Regions from separate parts of the Salmo salar genome. Here region 1 is linked to region 2. The links are chromatin contacts, called in public Hi-C maps. All regions are on one chromosome and are shown on one strand. Each heading gives the region's core, a stretch centred on a gene start, on an enhancer-like site or on the middle of the called end of the contact. The rest is flanking DNA. Distances are from core to core; before and after follow the strand shown.

Region 1 (4,010 bases), core at 1,191-3,690, 210 kb after region 2:
TTAAGCAAATGTTTATTCCTAAGCTAATTTAGGCTTGCTTATAACAAAGGGGTTGAATACTTCATGACTCACATAATTCAACTTTGACATTATGGGGTAATGTTTTGTAGGCCAGGGACACAAAGTCTCAATTTAAAACTCAGGCTGTAACAACAAAATGTGGAACAAGTCAAGGGGTGTGAATACTTTCTGAAGGCACTGTACGTAGTTCTTCTGAAATAGTACATCCTGGGATGTATTCAGGGGCAGGAAAGGAACAAACATTTTGAAACATAGGTTACCTCCTATCTAAATGTACAATAACATGGACTCAAGGACAGTCGCGTTGCGTAAAAGAATCAGAAAATGACAATTTGCATTTCAGGTAAAATAACAACCCAATGTCCAACCCCCAGGTCAAACTAGCTAGCAACAGCTAGTTGGCTAAATGTCCATTAACGTTTCATGTGTATTTCAAACCTGCAGCCAAATGAATTGGTTCAGGCTCATATTTTAACCAGCATGTCCTTTTTGCGTCTGGTTTGGACAGACGAAATCAAAATGCGTGTATTGACTCATTTTCAAAACCTTTTTTTGTGCCTGCTGAAAACAACCCTAATGTTGGAGCAAAACAAACATATGTTTTTCAGTGTCTTTTAAAACACCTGAACAAAGTGGATGTTGTTAAACAAAGTAACTGTAAACAAAAAAAACACTGTTTAGCCTCAAAACTAATTTTGATATCATAGATGGTCAGTCCATAGCTATATGCCTATGATGCTATGCCTATGTTGCTGAGAGTGGTTACATTTATCCGTACCTGAACAAGTATCTGTGCGTTATAAAACGCTCAGAAAGCTCTGATTCAACAAACTTAAAAAATATATATGTTTGTTTATCACCAAATATGGAGTTTTGTTGAGCAACCATCTTCATTTACTCCTGTTACAACTGGTATGTACTTCCAACAAAAGGTCTAAATAAAAAACATACTTGCACCCGAAAAAAAATAAGCCTGTTTAGCACCTCCAATGTAAATCACTCATTACTGCCACACACAGGTCAGAAGTCTACAACAGGCATTTTTTAGTTGCTTGTACATTTTATTTTGACCTTTGTTGGAAGTACATACCAGCCGTAATAAATGAAAATCGCTGCTCAGTGAAACTCCTTATTTGGTGATACTTATTTTTACATTATAATGCTTGCAGAGCTGGTGAATGAGAGTGAGTCAGAGCTTTCTGGGCATTAGAGGTCTATAACACATAGATACTGGTTCACCATCAGTTATTTACCAAAACAGTGGCAACTTGGTTTTTGTTTGCACTGCAGATTGTTTCTTTAAGAATGTGAATTTCCTGGTGTTCACTTCACAGCGTACATTAGCCACACCTAAGAAAATCAGCCTAACTACAGTTTGAATAATACATTACATTTTCATACACTTACCCAAATAGCAAGCTTGGCACTGTTCCCATCCACTGCAATTGTTTTTACTTTGAAATCCACACCTGCATCAAAAAGAGGGAGGCAGGAGCAGACTCAAGTGGTGAACCATAAATATGAATAGCCTAATGTGTGACATAACAACATTCCATTGTCACATTGGCCTAGCAACGGTGTCAAAACTGCTGTTAGAGTGGGAATTCTGTGTTTTCCCCTTCCCATTAACAGTGCACTGGGGCATACTCCTTTGATGGTGGAGATCCTTTAGACTTACCTATGGTTGCTGCTAGCTCTGGGTCAAAAGTATCATCTGTGAATCTCAGGAGAAGACTGTTTGGGGATAGAAGGGCAACACCATGTCTGAGAGCAGGCATTTTAACACTGACACACCAGATATAGGCTACCTAGCCCACAACCTAGAAAAACTATTTAGTTAGTAACTAACAAGGGCTGGGGTGGGTTTGCCACACACCACCAGTTCCAGATAGCTAGCTAGTAGATCAACCAGTATCTGGGCAAACGAGAAGGATGTGACAAGAACTCCTCTGTGCCGAGAAAGCTAACGTTACTCGTCGTCTCGTTTGCCCAGATACTGGTTCTGCTAGACAAAGATAACTAACTAACACGTAGCTAGCAATTTGCCAGCAAATATTTAAATAATCATCAAGTAAGATGATAAAAAGCAAGTGTAGGAAAGAGATTTTCATTTCCAATTCAAAGGACAAACGGATACAGCTGGTTATACAGCTAACGTTAGCTAATGTGTTAACTAAGAAAAGTTACAGTGTAGCTGACGTTAGCTCAAGATAACGTTAGTAGGCAAAATAGCCTTCCTGTAGTGAGCAAAACTTCAAAACAAAGACTATCTTACCTTGACTTTCCGACACCACTCTCACCAATTATCAATATTTTCAAAGTTGTCAACACGTCGTCGTCCATATTTCTTACGTTTTTCTAAGCTGTCTTTTAATCAGTTTTTTGGGGTGTTTGTCTGACGTTGACAGTGCGATTTTCGGCTTGGCGCTATGACCGCTACAACAGTAACGAAGCACTTCCGGTTCGTTTTTTTTCCTCCAAAATAAGAGTACTATCCTGTGAACTGTGTAAAATGAACACTGTTCATTAATTGTGAAGGCAAACATGATCGAAAATACGGAAAAGTTTCAATATATATTATAGTATATTAACTTGTCTCACACCTTGGTTCCTAGTGAATACACCCCTGGATTTTTCTTATGGAACATACATATTGCTGTTACAGTGTAGGAACCATAGTTTAGGTCCATATTTACCAGGGGACCTTCCTGTTTAACCAGTATGATGACTATATTCAGTATTGCCAGTAAAAGGGTGAAGCTAAATCACATGTGCTTATCAGTCAAAGTCTCACTGATATGCATATGAAACATTCTCAGAGTAAATTCAGAAAACTGGGGTTTTGTTTTACACCCGTGCTTTGTGGCAGCCGGTACTTTGTACTTGGTTGTGATACTTTGTGCTGCCTCACTTGTTCTTTGGGCATTTGTTTTTGTGACGCGGTTGCGTTATATTCAATATTGCCTCAGTAAAGTGCTTTGTCCACTCATCTCTGCTCTCCTGCGCCTGACTTCCATGCACCAGCTACACCCACCATTTGACAAAATGACACATTTGTTGTTGACTAAATGTATCCTAACATAGTTAATTAATAACTAATACATGAACAAATGGATTTTGGATACATTGTAATAGTCAGTCAATTTTAGTAGTAATATTTAATGTGACTGCTCATTTAAAAAATATTTAAAATGACTGCTTAGAGACAGTGGATGCACTATGAGAGATCAACTCACTAACCAACCACGCACAAGATGCCAACAACATCCTCTTTCTGTCACACCCTGATCTGTTTCACCTGTCCTCATTATTGTCTCCACCCCCTTCAGGTGTCGCTTGTTTTCCCCAGTGTATTTATCCCTGTGTTTCCTATCACTCTGTGCCAGTTCATCTTGTATGTCCAAGCCTACCAGTTTTCCTGCGTTGCCTTTTCTCCTTTTTCTAGTCCTCCTGGTTTTGACCCTTGCCGGTTCTGGAATCTGTTACCGCCTGCCTGACCATTCTGCCTGCCTGGCCAGCTACTCTGTACCTGTCACGACTTCCGCCGAAGTCGGTTCCTCTCCTTGTTCGGGCGGCACTCGGAGGTCAGCATCGCCGGTCTTCTAGCCATCATCGATCCATTTTCCATTTGTTTTGTCTTGTTTTCTCACACACCTGGTCTCAATTTCCCTCATTACATGTTGTATATTTAACCTTCTGTTCCCCCCATGTCTTTGTGCGGAATTGTTTATTGTAAGTGTATGTGCACGTCGTCTCTGGTGCGCGATGGGTATTGTACCCATTTTTGTTCTGGTTACCGGTGGTTTTTAGAATAAAACTGCTCCGTTGATTACCCAGTTTTGCTCTCCTGCACCTGACTTCCCTGTCGCCAGTTACGCACTCCCTTACAGTACCTCCTGGACTCTGATCTGGTTATGACCTTTTGCCTGTCCACGACCATTCTCTTGCCTATTGCCTTTGGATTTATTAAACATCTTAAACTCCAACCA
Region 2 (4,646 bases), core at 558-3,057:
CATGTATGCGGAAGTAGTCCAAGAGCTTCAATAGCCCAATTTACAGTGTAAATCAACAGTTTGATGTGGGCTATTTCTAGCCTAGATATGGTGGGGCTGTATAGCCAACTCCTAGGGTTGTTTGGCATAACAAGGCCCACAGGAATTGGCTAAACAGCACAAACATATCTAGGACCAGGCTAGGATATCTGAACTGGCTAATCAAAAGCAAGCTTCTCTGTGCACACAAGCAAAAAAATGTTTTAAGTAATATTACCAAAATACAGAGAAAAGGTTCTTTAGCTAGGTTCTCTCTCTTTGGGCTTACCACCATCTTGGCCTCGGAGTGTGTGAAATGTTTTTGTTTTGCTGTGTCCGTCACTGTGCTTATTGACTGTACTTTCATCAGAGTGTCGGAGCATTTTGTAGGGTGGTGTTGGATCTGACAACCCATCTCGCATTTTATCCTGACGGTGAAGGGTGGTAGATTGACTCTTGGGCTGGGATTTGTGGGTCTGCAATACATATAGGCTTGTGTCAGTCAACATAGCAATACAACGTTTCCTCTTTATGGATGAACACCTTTCCACCCACTGACATATGATACTGTAGGCCTACTTCCTACTCTTGACATTGATTGTGCTGTACTTTTCATTCCTGCCTAGCTATGTATGCACAACCTTGTGTAACGTTGTTTCATGCACAGCTAGCTAACTAGCTCCCTTAACCCACATTTGTCAATTTATTGTACTGCAATTTGAGCCATTTTACGTATTCTGAGTTACTACACTGGTTACTAAATCCATCCTTTGTGTAGTATTCAGACTATCAAGATAGATAACCAATGGAGCATAACGATCTAATATATTAGCTATGTAACTGGCCATCAAGGACTGTATTTAAGTTAGCTAGCTATCGCGTAAAAATAAACATAGCTAGCTAACGTTAGTTGGCTAACGACTAGCTGGCTAGCTGGCTAATGTTACGTCAAGGGAAATACAGTCGGCAGCTAGCTTGTTGGTTAACTATTAGTTATTGTTCAACATTAGTTAGCTCGGTAATTTAACTAACTAGTTGTAGCCCAACTTGTGTTCACTGACGTTAACGTAATGTTGCCAAATCCTGAGCCAAGGCTTTTGAGTTGCAAAACTAAAGCCAGGCAAAGGCCTGCCTGGCTTACGAGTTAACGCACGTTAGCTAGCTAACACACTTGCTACCTACGTCGCTAGCTAGCGTGCTATATCCACTTGCTTTACCTGATAGGGTTGTGAATCCCTTCGGTCGTTACACCTGAAATATAGACAAAAGAAAGTTAGCTAGCTATAGGCACACATTTGAAATGTTGATGCTGCAAAAATATACTAGCTAACTAGTTAGCCACTGTAGCTACTGACGTTAGTTACCTAGCGACAACGTAGTTAGCTAGTTGTAACTAACTAGCTAGATAAATGAAAACCTTAGCTACATTATTATGTCAAGGGAAGGGTAAAGCTGTCAAAGAGAAGTGACAAAATGTATTATCGTTTACCCATCGCTGAGTCTCGGTTGTTTCCTTGTATGCATTACCATCAATGCCGTGTTGATGTGTGTGTGTGCGCGAGGGGTGAACTATTGACAACAAAATATTATTATCGTCTTCAGTTAATTGATCTTGGTGATGTCTCGGTAATTAGTTAGCCAGCTGGGAAGCCAGCAACTAGATTTGCACAATTGATAGCTATGTTGGCCTTTGGTCCATTATTTGCTCGCCTAAAATGCACAATCTCTTCTGTGCAGTGCAAGTGAAAGGAAACAGGCGTAGCAATGAAATCAGCCCCGCCTCCACACACTTAGCTATTTCCGGGATACTCCCTTGTCGAAAAAGGTTCGCAAAACCTTCAGCTAATCAATGATTTGCAATGCAGTCAGACGAATTGCAGTGGTTGAAATAACAACAAAGCCCACCTCTGAGAATGCAGATGGCCAATAACATTTGATGATAAAAAAGTATTGATACAAGGGGTAGGTCTTTGCACTTTTCCTGCCCCTGCCCAATATGTTGGATAGTCCAAAGTTAAACAACTCTCTAAGGGCCCAATGCAACATGACAGAATTATAAACCAACCCCTAGTCTCTACCCTAGTGTTTTTCATTCGTCCATGGGGTGTGCACAGTACAACCCATTATAACTAATCAAAGTATTGCAAGTTAATTGAATTTCATAGCACTAGGCTGAGACAAAAGCCCACATACACTGGCCCTTCGGTACCAGTAAGAACACAGGCCGGATAGCCTATTTTTTGATTGACCCTGTTCTGGATAACCTACTAATCAGGACCGATGCTGTCTTTCTGTATCCTTCTCTGTCTGTATATGCCTAATGATAAGGCGAAATCAGACCATCCCTTTATCTGGCCTTGATTTCCAATGCCTGGTCTAGTCCACTCAGGTCTGAAGGAACCAACGATATACAACTGATTGGTAAACTTTTAAGGGGAAGGAAACTGGTGAAAGTCGCATTGGGCTAATATTGTCTGGTTCAGACTGGCTCTCATTGCTTTTACTGTATTTTTGTCTCCTTTTCTGTTTGCATGTGGATGTTCAAATGGACCCGAACCTTCTCTCTGGTGAGTGTTACCCTATTTGGACTGTACTGAGCTTGCTGAATTGCATATTGACAGCAACTTTATTTACACTTATTTTAAATCCTATAGCTCTAGAGAATTAAAAACAAACAAATAAATTAATATTAATGAAGAATAAATGCAGCACTTTAGACACGAACAGTATGCAAATATGTTTTATTTCACCACAGCTAGTCTGATTTATTAAACCTCTTTGGGCTAGGGGGCAGTATTTTCACGTCCGGATGAAAAGCATGCCCAGAGTAAACTGCCTGCTACTCAGGCCCAGAAGCTAGGATATGCATATTATTAGTAGATTTGGATAGAAAACACTCTCAAGTTTCTACAACGGTTTGAATGATGTGTGTGAGTATAACAGAACTCATATGGCAGGCATAAACCTGAGAAGAATCCAACCAGGAAGTGGGAAATCTAAGCCTTGTAGTTTTTCAAGTGATTGCCTATCCAATATACAGGGTAAATTGGGTCATATTGCACTTCCTAAGGCTTCCAGTAGATGTCAACAGTCTTTAGAACATTGTTTCAGGCTTCTACTGTGAATGGGGAGAGAATAAGAGCTGTTGGAATCAAGTGTCTGGAAAAAAGGCATGAGCTCAGTCACGCGCGCGGCCTTGGGAGCGAGCTGAGTTCCTCTTCATTCCTAAAGACAAAGGAATTGTCCGGTTGGAATTTTATTGAAGATTTATGATAAAAACATCCTAAAGATTGATTCTATACATAGTTTGACATGTTTCTACAAACTGTAGTATAACTTTTTGGACTTTTCGTCTGGACTTAGTGCGCACGCACCTTGTGCATTTGGAATAGTGAACCTAACGCGCGAACAAAATGGAGGTATTTGGACATAAAGATGAACTTTATCGAACAAAACAAACATTTATTGTGGAACTGGGATTCCTGGGAGTGCATTCCGATGAAGATCATCAAAGGTAAGTGTATATTTATAACGCTATTTCTGACTTCTGTTGACTCCACAACATGGCGGGTATCTGTATGGCTTGTTTTGGTGTCTGAGTGCTGAACTCAGATTATTGCAAGGTGTGCTTTCGCCGTGAAGCTTTTTTTGAAATCTGACACAGCGGTTGAATTAAGGAGAAGTGTATCTTTAATTCAGTGCATAACACTTGTATATTTTATCAAAGTATTTCTGTAAATTGATGTGGCTCTCTGCAAAATCACCGGAGGTTTTTGAGGCAAAACATTACTGAACATAACGCGCCAATGTAAACTGAGATTTTTGGATATAAATATGAACTTTATCGAACAAAACATACATGTATTGTGTAACATGAAGTCCTATGAGTGCCATTTGATGAAGATCATCAAAGGTTAGTGATTCATTTTATCTCTATTTCTGCTTTTTCTGACTCCTCTCTTTGGCTGGAAAATGGCTGTATGTTTTTTTTGTGACTAGGTGCTTACCTAACATAATCGTTTGGTGTGCTTTCGCTGTAAAGCCTTTTTGAAATCGGACACTGTGGTTGGATTAACGAGAATCTTATCTTTAAAATGGTGTATAATACTTGTGTTTAAGGAATTTTAATTATGAGATTTCTGTTGTTTGAATTTGGTGCCCTGCACTTTCACTGGCTATTGTCAAATCGATCCCGCTAAAGGGATTTGATCCCTAAGAAGTTTTAAGCACAGTTTCTTAGTTTTTCCAATTCTCTTTAAATTATTGAGTCTTTTTTGGGGGGGGCCACACAATACAATAGTTATCTTTTAATTGTTAACTTTAAGTCACAAACTGACTAAGTTGCATGTTAGTCAGCTGTTTAGGAATATAGGTCTTCAGCCTGTATACTTGCTGTCATGTATTCCACAGATGCTGATTGATCTGTCTCAGTGTACAATTAATTAATGATGCTATATGACATGGCACCATGTGGACTGTAGAAAGACTGTGGACTATTGAAAGACTTGCTTTCAATGAGGCTATGTTTACACAGACAGCGTAATTCTTTTTCTTTTTTTTCACTAATTGGTCTTTTGACCGATCAGATCAGCTCTGAAGAAGATCTGATGTGAAAACAGATCTGATGT

The links. Hi-C and Micro-C count contacts between places; a contact is called where the count stands out from the background.
Region 1: a contact with region 2 is called in a Hi-C map of gill, with 3 times the contacts expected there. The contact joins the promoter of rab18 here to the promoter of LOC106588083 in region 2. A contact is called at or near these places in 2 of 3 Hi-C or Micro-C datasets (gill and muscle).

The regions. Positions count from the first base shown.
Region 1 is chrssa03:9,585,814-9,589,823 of Ssal_v3.1, forward strand. rab18 (Ras-related protein Rab-18) reads right to left here and starts at 2,441. Exons shown (of 7, transcript NM_001139788.1): 1 at 2,297-2,441; 2 at 1,700-1,755; 3 at 1,429-1,490. The coding sequence starts at 2,364.
Region 2 is chrssa03:9,377,064-9,381,709 of Ssal_v3.1, forward strand. LOC106588083 (WW domain-containing adapter protein with coiled-coil) reads right to left here and starts at 1,808. Exons shown (of 13, transcript XM_014176749.2): 1 at 1,508-1,808; 2 at 1,236-1,269; 3 at 308-494. The coding sequence starts at 1,548.